Linked DNA regions of Sus scrofa: region 2 is linked to region 1. A link is a contact called in public Hi-C data. All regions are on one chromosome and are shown on one strand. Each heading gives the region's core, a stretch centred on a gene start, on an enhancer-like site or on the middle of the called end of the contact. The rest is flanking DNA. Distances are from core to core; before and after follow the strand shown. Region 1 overlaps DCPS (decapping enzyme, scavenger). Region 2 overlaps KIRREL3 (kin of IRRE-like protein 3).

Region 1 (5,136 bases), core at 1,289-3,788:
CTGTGTCTAAATTGGACCTTTTTTTCCCCATTCACTCTGCTGGGTGCTTTTGGACCTTTAATTTAAAGTCTTATGTCAGCCTTTCTTTCTGAACCTTTCCTCTATTATTTCTTTGATGATTTCCTTTTCTGTTTCCTTCATTTCCTTTTACTGGAAATCCTATTAGTTGTTAGACTTCTTAGATGTATCCCATATGCTGCTTTTGTTCTTCCCCTTTTCCCGTCTGTGTCCCTTCTTTCTATAGTCTGGTAGGTTGTCTTCCGTTGTCACCAGACCCAGTGGTGAAGGTTTTAATTTGAGAGCCACATTTTTAATTTTCTTCTCTCTGGTCCTCTGGTTATTTCATTTTCATAACATCTTGCTCTTGCTTCACAGAGGCCAAACTGGGTTGACTTTTTCTAACACACTAATTAGAATTGTTTTAAAAATTATCTCCTGAACCTTCAGTGATCCCGTGTCCTCTGGGATCTGGTTCTGGTTGTTGTTTATTTTGGTCATTCTTTTTCAGGCTGCTGGTTTTCTGTTAATGTCCGGTGAATGTTAGTTCGTTTGCATTTACAAATGAAGACTCAGGCTGATAGTCAAGCGAGCAGATTCCACACTGGGCCGCTCTTGGATGGGTAGCTGCCTGGTGCTGTGCAGGCGGGGAATAGGGCCTGGCCTGGCAGGCCTTGCCTGAATGTGTGGTTTGATCAGCACCCAGAGCTCGTACATGCTCTAGTTTACTGCAGCTCGTGGGCCATATCTGGCCAGCTTCCTTTTCTATGGGCTATGAGGTAAGAGTGGTTTTTTTCAGAGTTCCTGTCGTGGCTCAGTGGTAATGAACCTAACTGTTATCCATTAGGATGTGGGTTCAATCCCTTGCCTCACTCAGTAGGTTAAGGATCCATCGTTGCCATGAGCTGTGGTATAGGTTGCAGATGTGTTGCTGTGGCTGTGAGGTAGGCCAGCAGCTGCAGCTCCAATTCGACTCCTAGCCTGGGGACTTCCATATGCCATGGGTGCAGCCCTAAAAAGACAAAAAAAAAAAAAAAAAAAAGAATGTTTTTTGCATTCTTAAAGTGTTCTTTTTTTTTTTTTTTTGGTCTTTTTGCCATTTCTTGGGCTGCTCCCTCAGCATATGGAGGTTCCCAGACTGGGGGTCGAATTGGAGCCGCAGCCACCGGCCTACGCCAGAGCCACAGCAACTCGGGATCCGAGCCTCGTCTATAACCTACACCACAGCTCACGGCAACGCCAGATCCTTAACCCACTGAGCAAGGCCAGGGATCGAAGCCACAACCTCATGGTTCTTAGTCGGATTTGTTAACCACTGAGTCACAATGGGAACTCCTTAAAGTGTTCTTTTTTAAAAAAGTAAACTAAGAAGAATATGCTAAAGAGGCTATGTGTAGCCTGAAATGCCTAAACCATCTACTGTCAAATTTGTTTTATTGTTGGTTTTTTTTTGTGTGTGTGTCTCTTTTAGGATCAAAAGCATATGGAAATTCCCAGGCTAGGCGTCAAACCAGAGCTGTAACTGCCGGCCTACACCACAGCCACAGCAACTCTGGGTCCGAGCCATGTCTGTAACCTACACCATAGCTCATGGCAATACCGGATCCTTAACCCACTGAGCAAGGCCGGAGAGTGAACCCACGTCCACTCTGAGCCAGGACGGGAACTCCCACTGTCAAATTTGTACAGAAGTTTGCCTACCCCTGCTCCAGTCCAAGGGCCTATGTCTTTGGAGCACAATCCTCTCTGTTCACCTGCTTTGAATGCCTGCCCCGAGGATGAGGCTAAGCTGTGGATGGAGCCAGTTGGTACAGCTCTTCTCCAGAGAGGTCCTATAGTCAGCTCTAATGATGGCAGATTTCTGTCACTTTTCTCCCTGGGGCTTGGAAGGACAGTGGAATTACAACTAGCAGAAACTTCAAGATGGAAATGGCCCTCCCCACTGAGTAACACTCTTGACCTAGGGTCTGGGTTCTGCCCTTCTCTCTGGCTCTGTGGTTGGCTCTCCTTCCACTGCGCCTCCGCTCCCTTGCGTGTTCCTCGTCTGTGCCCTTATAGCTTCCCTTTACCAGCTGGGAGCAGAGGCCACTGTTAAGCTCTCCATTTAGACTCACAGCTTCCATGAGGCCGGGACAGCCATTGTATTCAGAGCCTATTTAGAAGTGACTAGATCCCGAGCTAGTGAGAAATAGCCACCACAAGACCAGTGTCCTCTCTTCCTTCCTTCTCCCTCCCTCTCTGCCCCCTCCCTCCCTCTCTCCCCCACTCCCTTTCCCTCCCTCTCTCCCCACTCCCCCCTTCCCTTCCTCTCAGTGCCCCCATCTCCTCCCCCTCCACCTTCTTCTCTACCCACCTCCATCTCTTTCCTTTCCTTCTCTCCTCCCTCCTCCCCCTCATCCCCCCTTCCTTCTCTCCACCTTCCCTCTCTCTCTCCTCCCCTCCCTCCCTCTCTCTCTCCCTCCTTCTCTTCCTCTCTCTCCCCTCCTTTCTCTCTCTCTCTGTGTCTCTCTCTCAGCCTGGGCAAGATGCCAGGACTCTGGCAGTCTTAAGGCTTGAGTCAGCAGAAAGCCAACTTCCTCAGGACCAGCGGGCAGGGGCTGATCACCCACCGTACAGTTGGTTCCACTTCTGTCTGTGGCAGCCTGGGTTCTGATATGCTTTTCAGTGAGTGATGGCCTAGAACTCCGGTAGTCCTGGCTTCCTGGGAGGGGCTGTATCCTGTACCCGTGGCCTCCCCTTCCTTCCTACCAACACAGCCTGGATGGCGGGTGCTCAGGGTTGCACCAAGACCAGGCACCTGTGCTCCTTTGAGAGTGAAGTGAGGAGATGCCTTAGGAAGTCGAGAGAGAGGCTGCATGTTGGGACTCCTGAGGGTTCATTCTGATAGCTCGACCTCAGAACAGTTTCTTCCTGCACGCAGGGGTGGGTCCTGCAGCTTTAAGGCCAGGGCTGTAAATCAGCAGCTCCATCGTCATTAGATATCAGCTCTCATCCTTTGCTCAGATGGAACTGTGGGGAGTGCTGCACACCCACAGCTATCCTGCAGCAGCCGTTCCCACCCTTAAAGGACCACCTTTCATAGATGTAACCCCTGGGGCTGTACTCAGAGTCACTAAATTTGCTGCCAGGCCGATAAGTCCTGTCAGACCCTCTCCTGGGCCTCAGAAGACTGAGTGGGTGGGTGGGGAAAGAGCCTGCCCGAGCTAGGATCTTGCTAAAACCAGCGTCTGCTTCTCCTCTGTCTCCAGTGGCATCTCTGTTCTTTCCTTTAGACAGGTAATTAGTGGTTTGGAGGTTTGCTCTGGGGCGGTTAAAGCTTCCAGTCGGATGCCGACCACACCCTTCAGCCCTGTTTTTCCTTGATCTGGAGGTCTCTTTGGCCCTCACTTGGGTACTTCCAGCATCGTGTAGCGTGGGACAGTGGACTCCCTGCCCTGGGTCTCTTCTCCAGCCTCTGGCCTGCTCCCTGGTCACCATGACGCGAGGCTGAGGAGGGTGTTATCCACCCAGGGGAAGGTCTCCAAAAGGAGGAAAGAAGATGCAAGTCCTGGGAGACCCCCAGCTCCAGGAGGGCCCTGACGATGTACCCTGTCGACCTGAGTCTGGCAGCCCATCCCCGGGGTGGCTCTGCTTGGCTCCTGTGGAGCGGGGTGGGGTGGGCTTCACACCCCGATCACGCTTTGCTGTTACTTCTTCCCTGCGCCCCTGAGCCTACACATATGGGTCAAATAAGTTGAAACTGGCTCATCATAATGAAGGGAGAGCAAAAGCCGCAGGCTGAGCCATGGAAATGACCTCATCATGCAGAAGTCATCAGCAACGGCTGGAAAGCAGGCTTGTTTGAACATGTGTATGGGAAGGAGGACAGACTGTCTGTGGTTTGCATTTTCATGTTTCATGTGCAGCAGCATTTTCCTAGGGATTTGGCTAAGCTAGCTTTGGCAGAGAGCAAGAAAGGCAGCTGCGCTTTCCTCTCCGGAGCCCAGCCTCCCACCTCTGAAAGCAGCTGGGCTTTCATGTCTGGGGCAGGGGGGACAGGGCTGGCTTTATTTATTGGAGAAGGGTCTTAACTGAGGGTCTTGACAGGCAGGACCAAGCTGTGTGCTCGCCAGCGGCACCCCAGCCTGTTCCTCTGAGCTGTGGAGAGAAGGAAGGGGTGTGGATGGGCTGCTGTTCACCTGGGGTCGGTGTGACCATTCTCACTGCCACAGCATCCCTGTTGAGAAAGAACTGCCTCCTGAGCCCCACAAGAGCAGTCACTGCCCCACCCCAGGCCTCCTTCTCCACCATCCTACACTGGGGTGGGGGCGGGGGAGGGGGGGAGATGGGTACCATGCACGAAAGTCAAAACAGCCATCGTCCCTGTTGGAAGCAGGCTTGTCTTCATCCCCCTGTTCCAGCCCAGGGTCAGGTCGCAGCATCTCAGAAGGCCCTCCAGCACTGAGGGTAGCCTGCCTCTACTTCCCTGCACTCTAGGGGGCATTGCAGCGAGCATCATGTCACTGGCCTCTGCTCCCTCTGAGCTCTGATGTCCTGCTGGACCTCCCAGTCTGCAGCTCCAGTCGCTCTGGCACCTCATTGTGCCCTGTTGTTTTGCTGACGGCTATTTATGTATCTCCAGGAAGCATTGGGACAAATCATGTTTCTCCTTATCTGATAGGGCTGCTTTTGGAGAAGAGCAGCACAGGTTTCTTAGGAAAAGACTGAAAGAGGATGGCCCTGTGGTATTGCATAGATGAGTCAGACTGCTTGGGTTCAAATCTTAGCTCTACCATTTACTAGCTGTGTGACCTTGGGTAAATTACTTAACTTCTCTGGGCTTCAGTTTTAAGAGGTGGCTCATTATTCTCTTTTTAATATATTTATTATGTAAGTGATCCATGTTTGTTTTAGAAAATGTAATAAATACCCAGAGTTCCCTTTGTGGCTCAGCGGTTAATGAGCCTGACTAGGATCCATGAGGATGCAGATTCAATCCCTGGCCTCGCTCAGTGGGTTAAGGATCTGGCGTTGCCATGAGCTGTGGTATAGGTCAGCAGCTGTAGCTCCAGTTTGACCCCTAGCCTGGGAACTTCCACATGCCAGGGTGTGCCCCAGAAGCAAAAAAAAAAAAAAGTAATAAATACCTTAAAAAACTAA
Region 2 (5,136 bases), core at 1,541-4,040, 240 kb after region 1:
AGGTCACACAGCTCACCGTTCCTGGAGCCCTAGCAGCCCCAGGCCCTCGCTGGGCCAACAGCCCCCAGTCCCCTTCTAGCCCCTCAGGGTGGGGACAGATTCTGGGGTCTGCCATGCTCGGGCTGGGGGCTTTTGCCTTGAACTCTTCAGAGATGCATACTCTAGATGGCTAAGGGCTGGTGTGCAGCCCTGGATGGGCCATGAAATAAAATTCCAGAGCTGCTACCAGGCCACTTGGATGGAGAACTGCAGTGCACTGAGCACCTATGAGGTCTCAGAACCTGTTCCAGCTATTTCCCCAACGGTTATTGTTTTAATCCTTACAAAGAACACAGGGAAATGGGCATCCTTGTTTCCTATATATGGATGAGAAAACAGAGGCAGGGCAAAGTCTGAAGTCACACAGCTAAGAGGTAGGGGAGCCAAAATTGGACTGTTCCAGCCACTTCCAAAGCTCATGTTCTTTCTCCTACACTGGGTGGCCTCCCAAGGAAGATTGGGGTCTAGAAGAGGCAGTTTCCTTGACAAGTTTGGTCCAGCGAGGAATGCCGAGCACATCAGGATGCACGGGACTGTGGCAAAGAAAAGCGCAGCAGGTGAGCCTACTGTGTGGGGAGCAGTGTTCCCTGGAGCTGGAAGTGAGTAGTCCTTTGGTCTGGGTCAGGGCCAAGGGATCCAGGGTAATGGGCCCAGCAGGTCCATCTGGGGAGGTCTTTGGGAGGAAGTGAGTTTGGAACCAGTCCTAGGCTGGGCTGTGAGTGCTTTAGGAAGTGAAAGCTGCTGTGGGCAACTGGGTGTGGCCACAGGGCAAAGGGCCTGAAGCAATGAGAAGCAGGCTGCTGCCCAGAGGAAAGGGGCTGGCAGGCCTTGTGTGTGGAGCTGGGGGGAGGGGAGAGCCAAGAGGGGAGGAGATGTGTGGTCCAGCCACGTTTGGACGCTTGCATGAAGGGCTTCTCGGCCAGAAGCCCCTGGAGCCCACCTGCTCCACAGAGAATGGTTCTCCAACAGGAAAAGCACCAGGGCTTTGGAGGAGCAAATGTTTCCATGGAGCCTGGACACTGTTTTCTGCAGGTCATCCTTGTATGGACGCGGACCATGGGCCAGGTGGCTCTTCAGAGCTGTCCCCTGACAGCAAGCCCAGTAAGCGATCGCTCCATGGTCACCACTAGTGCGCTCAGCCATTGTTAACTGGTGACTTGAAAATTACTTTTATTTAGCACTGTTATCAGGAGACTGCAGGGGCGCCGGCATTTCCACTCGGCTAGCTCTCTCTGGCTGACGGCAGCAGCAGGCCACGTGCCACACAGTCCCTAGTCCCTCCCTGCTCACGCGGGCACCAGGGCAGGGTGCTAAGGAGACCCAGCAGCAGGCCTGCTCCTGCCAGCCTGCTGCTTCCCTTCTGGGCTCAGATGGCTAAGGGCTAACAGGCCTGGCCCTGTTCCCTGCTGTCTGGTCGGCCCAACTTGCTGATCATTTCCCTGTGGCCGCCCTGCCCCGAGTGCATGAGACAGTCTAGAACAGCGTCCTCAGCTGGGCTCTGGGCACGCGCAGACTGGCTGACATGCAGGACTTGTGCCATTTTTTAATTTTGAGTGAATGTGCACAAAAGCTTTAGGGAAGGAGAACGTTCAGTCTTCATAGCTTTTAGCAGTTTCTCTAAAGGGTTTGTGACTCTCCCAAAGCTGGGAAGTCATCCTTCTCGACCACCCCTCCGGGCAGCTGCGCAGGCTGACCCACTGCCTTGTTGTCACCATTGCAGCAGTCCTCAGGGTGTCAGGAGATGCCATTTGATGGTTCTCCTCTGGAGGAAAAGGCCAGGTCCTTGCTTTGTCAACTGTGCTCCATGGATGGGCGGGTGTTTGCTGACTGACTGACAGAACACAGGGAGAGATGGAGGAGATGGAGCATTTGCAGAACCTCCTGCCTTTCCTTTCTGCCTTCACAGGGGAAAGAACTTACATCCCTTGGCTTCCTTCCTTCCATTGTGTGTTGGCACAGTGCATGTTCCTTCCATCTCAGGATCTCCGAGATCCCATCCCCACCCAGAGGGGCACAGAGCTCTGTGGTGCAGTATCTGCAGTAGGGTGAGGCTCCTGCACCTGGAGAAGGAGGAAGGCCGGGGGGTGGGCCGGGAGGAATGGGGAGTTGGTAAAATCTAAGGAGGTGGTGAAGGGCAAGTGAGTCCTTTCTTTCCAGGCAGCTAGGCTGCCCCCTACTGGAAGGTCTGGGCTAGCCAGTTGACTTCCTTGGGCCTCAGAGGTCTCATGAGTGGGACTTTTGAGGGTACACAGAGGCAGTAGCAGAAACTCCCCAAGACCCCTGCCAGCTCTACTGTTCTCTGATTTCTCACACATCCTCCTGGCTAATTCCCCTTTTCTGTCCAGTCTTGGGTCCTCATAGAAAGACAGAGACCCTGAATAGAACATAGGAAGAAAAAAAAAAAAATCACCGTCCTAATGATTGTAGAGAATTCTGAAGCCACAGAGAAGGAACTTGTGATTAGGGGCTGGGTGGTGTTTTCTGCAAGCAGAAGTGCCATGCAGTTCTTAGCCCTCTGTGCCAGCAGGGTGGGGGTCGGGGGGGAGAGCATGGTGTTTCCTGGCAAAAGCCACTTTGCAGCTGCTCAGGGACCCTGGGCCCAATGGGGCCTTCCTGGCTGTAGTGTGTGGTTCACAAGCAGCCACCACATGTGGATGCAGGGTCCCTTGGCTGCCTGGGGCATTGTTTTCCCGCAGCTGTGGGGATGGTGACAAGGTCTGTGGGCTGCCAGCCCAGTTGGAGAGCACTCAAGAACCCCTTCATCGACCTCCTTTTCTCTTTCTAAGGATCTTAACCCCACTAGCAGGAGGAGGGGCGGGGGGGGGGCGGTGTGTGGAAGTCCACTCTGGGCAGAAAAATGAGCCCAAAGCAGCTTCCTCTGCAGCCTGGCTCCAGAGACTCAGAGTTGGGGACAGAGTAGGAGCAGCTGCAGAGTCCTGGGCACAGCTGAGTCTAGCCAAATCTGGCCGTGCCCAGTGGGAGGACATGGCGGGGAGGAATAAGCACTCAGACAGGAGGCCTTGGACAGGCATCTGTGCAACTGATGACTTGAGTCTGGGTCTGTCTCCCTCGTTGAGTTCCTCCTAGCTCAACACTTGACCTTTGACCCGAGCCTCGTTAATTTACCAAACGTTTACACAAATCATCTCATTTCATTTCCACCACGACCCGTGAGGTTAGTACCAGCTTAGGGATGACACTGCCGTGACTCCGGGACATAAAGTGCTTTGCCCCAGTTCACACAGCCCGCAAGTGGCTGAGACAGAACTAGAATGAAGTTTCCTTGTCCAAAAACCTGGTTGACAACCTGCCCTCCAGTCCCTTCAGCCAGGCCACACTGCCCCCTTGAGAGTGACAGGAGAATGGCAAGAAACGACCAAGGCTTAGGTGACAGGCTGTGACAGCAGTGGGCCAGGTGCTTCTTGCCAGAAGCTCCTTGCCAGAAGATTCTCCCAGCTCTGCAGCCTCTGCCTACTTTTCTAAAGCTTTCTTGGGTGTGGGCATGGTCAGATAGAATTGTAATCAACTATGATCGAAGAGCCAGAGGCATAGGCTGGCAATGGGTTTCTTCCCTCAGGAGCTGGGCGAAGCCGCTGAGCTCTCCAAAGGGGGCTCCTGGCCCCTTGGGAGGCAAGAAAACCTCCCAGGAAGAATCCCTTGGCCCAGGACTCTGGTGGACCTCATGGGAAGCCATACAAGCTGAGGTTGGGGATCCCACCTCGGGGCTGAACTGTCTTCTCCAGAGGCCCCTTGCCAATTTCAAGGGTCGCCTTCCAGAAGTCCCAGGAACTCTGACCTCCAACATCCATGCCCATGAAGGAGTGTCACCACGAATGCTCTGTTGACTGCCTTGTCCTCCATCTAATGCATGCCTGGCAGATGGCAGATGTTCAGCAAACTCTCAGATGAATGAATTAAGTGCCAGGAAACCTAGAAGATCATCACCTGCAGAATATCATTCACTCTATTCTCCAGAGGTGGCACCGGAGGCCCAGAGAGGCTAAATAACATGTCCAAGGTTGCACAGCCAGTTAGTGGTGGGAGAAGTACCAGAGTCGAGGTCTCCTTTCTACATGCTCTTCCTTCTGAAAAGGGGGAAGGGTGGACCTTGATCCCAGGGTCAAGCAGCTGATCTGGCCTCTGAAGAGTTCTATCCATAGTTCCTAGCTGCCTGAGTCTCCAGTTACTGGACAAAGAAGAAACAGCTTTCATCAGGAGAGAGCTCGCTCCCTGTCTCCTGGCAGGCACGCTGGCCATGGGAAGAGGATGCTCTCAGCCACACTCTCATAAGAGCACCTGGCTCTTCCCAGCATGCCCACACACCGGGAAATCCGCTTTCCTCTTCGGGGAGGCAGGAATAAAAGCCACCACTAATAAAGTAAAAAGAGCAACAACAAGTCTCCAGCCTTGTTTTCCAGATGAGTTCCATGGCTTCTAGGGATGGGTTCTGGGAGAGAGAGAGACAGAGCCCAGGATGCAGTCTCCAGGGCCCAGGGGACACATGTGGGTACAGCCATCTGTCAATCACTAGAACCTTTACAGCAGGAGGAGGGAGCAGGATGGGGTCATTATATGGGTTCTAGTCCGCCAACTGAGTCACTGAGAGAAAAGCCAGGACCCAGAAGCAATTCCCTTGCTCTAAACTTGCCATCACAAGAAAGAGAAAAACAAATAGCATATGATATCACTTATATCTGGACTCTACTATATGGCACAAATGAACCTATCTACAGAAAAGAAACAAAGTCATGGACTTGGAGAACAGACCTGTGGTTGCCAAAGGGGAGGGGGAAGGAGTGGGAGTTGGGGATTAGTAGATGCTAACTCCTACGTTTGAGTGGATAAGCAATGAGGTCCCTGCTGTATGTACAGGGAACTATATCCAATCCCTTGTGATGGAACATGATGGAGGATAATGTGAGAAAAAGAATGTATATAAATGTATGTCTGGGTCACTTTGCTATAGAGCAGAAAAGGATAGAACATTGTAAATCACCCATACTAAAAAAAATTTTAAAAATAGAGGCAAGTCCTCAGGAAAAAAACGATCAACTCACCATCACGGAAGCCCACGTGGTCACCCATCTCTTCCTTTGC

What was found. Hi-C and Micro-C count contacts between places; a contact is called where the count stands out from the background.
Region 2: a contact with region 1 is called in a Hi-C map of retroperitoneal adipose tissue, with 1.5 times the contacts expected there. The contact joins two enhancer-like sites. A contact is called at or near these places in 2 of 47 Hi-C or Micro-C datasets (embryonic fibroblasts and retroperitoneal adipose tissue) and 1 of 2 datasets of contacts at active chromatin or transcription factors (skeletal muscle).

What each region holds. Positions count from the first base shown.
Region 1 is chr9:53,412,108-53,417,243 of Sscrofa11.1, forward strand. The region is part of intron 2 of DCPS (decapping enzyme, scavenger); the gene reads left to right. Among named protein-coding and RNA genes, the nearest start is that of DCPS, 14 kb to the left of the region's middle. Within about 2 kb of position 2,539, at least 43 of the 83 cell types and tissues checked have an H3K27ac peak or open chromatin away from gene starts, as enhancers often do. A contact at or near this core is called in retroperitoneal adipose tissue, where this site is marked.
Region 2 is chr9:53,653,426-53,658,561 of Sscrofa11.1, forward strand. The region is part of intron 2 of KIRREL3 (kin of IRRE-like protein 3); the gene reads right to left. Among named protein-coding and RNA genes, the nearest start is that of ST3GAL4, 180 kb to the left of the region's middle. Within about 2 kb of position 2,791, at least 3 of the 83 cell types and tissues checked have an H3K27ac peak or open chromatin away from gene starts, as enhancers often do. A contact at or near this core is called in retroperitoneal adipose tissue, where this site is marked.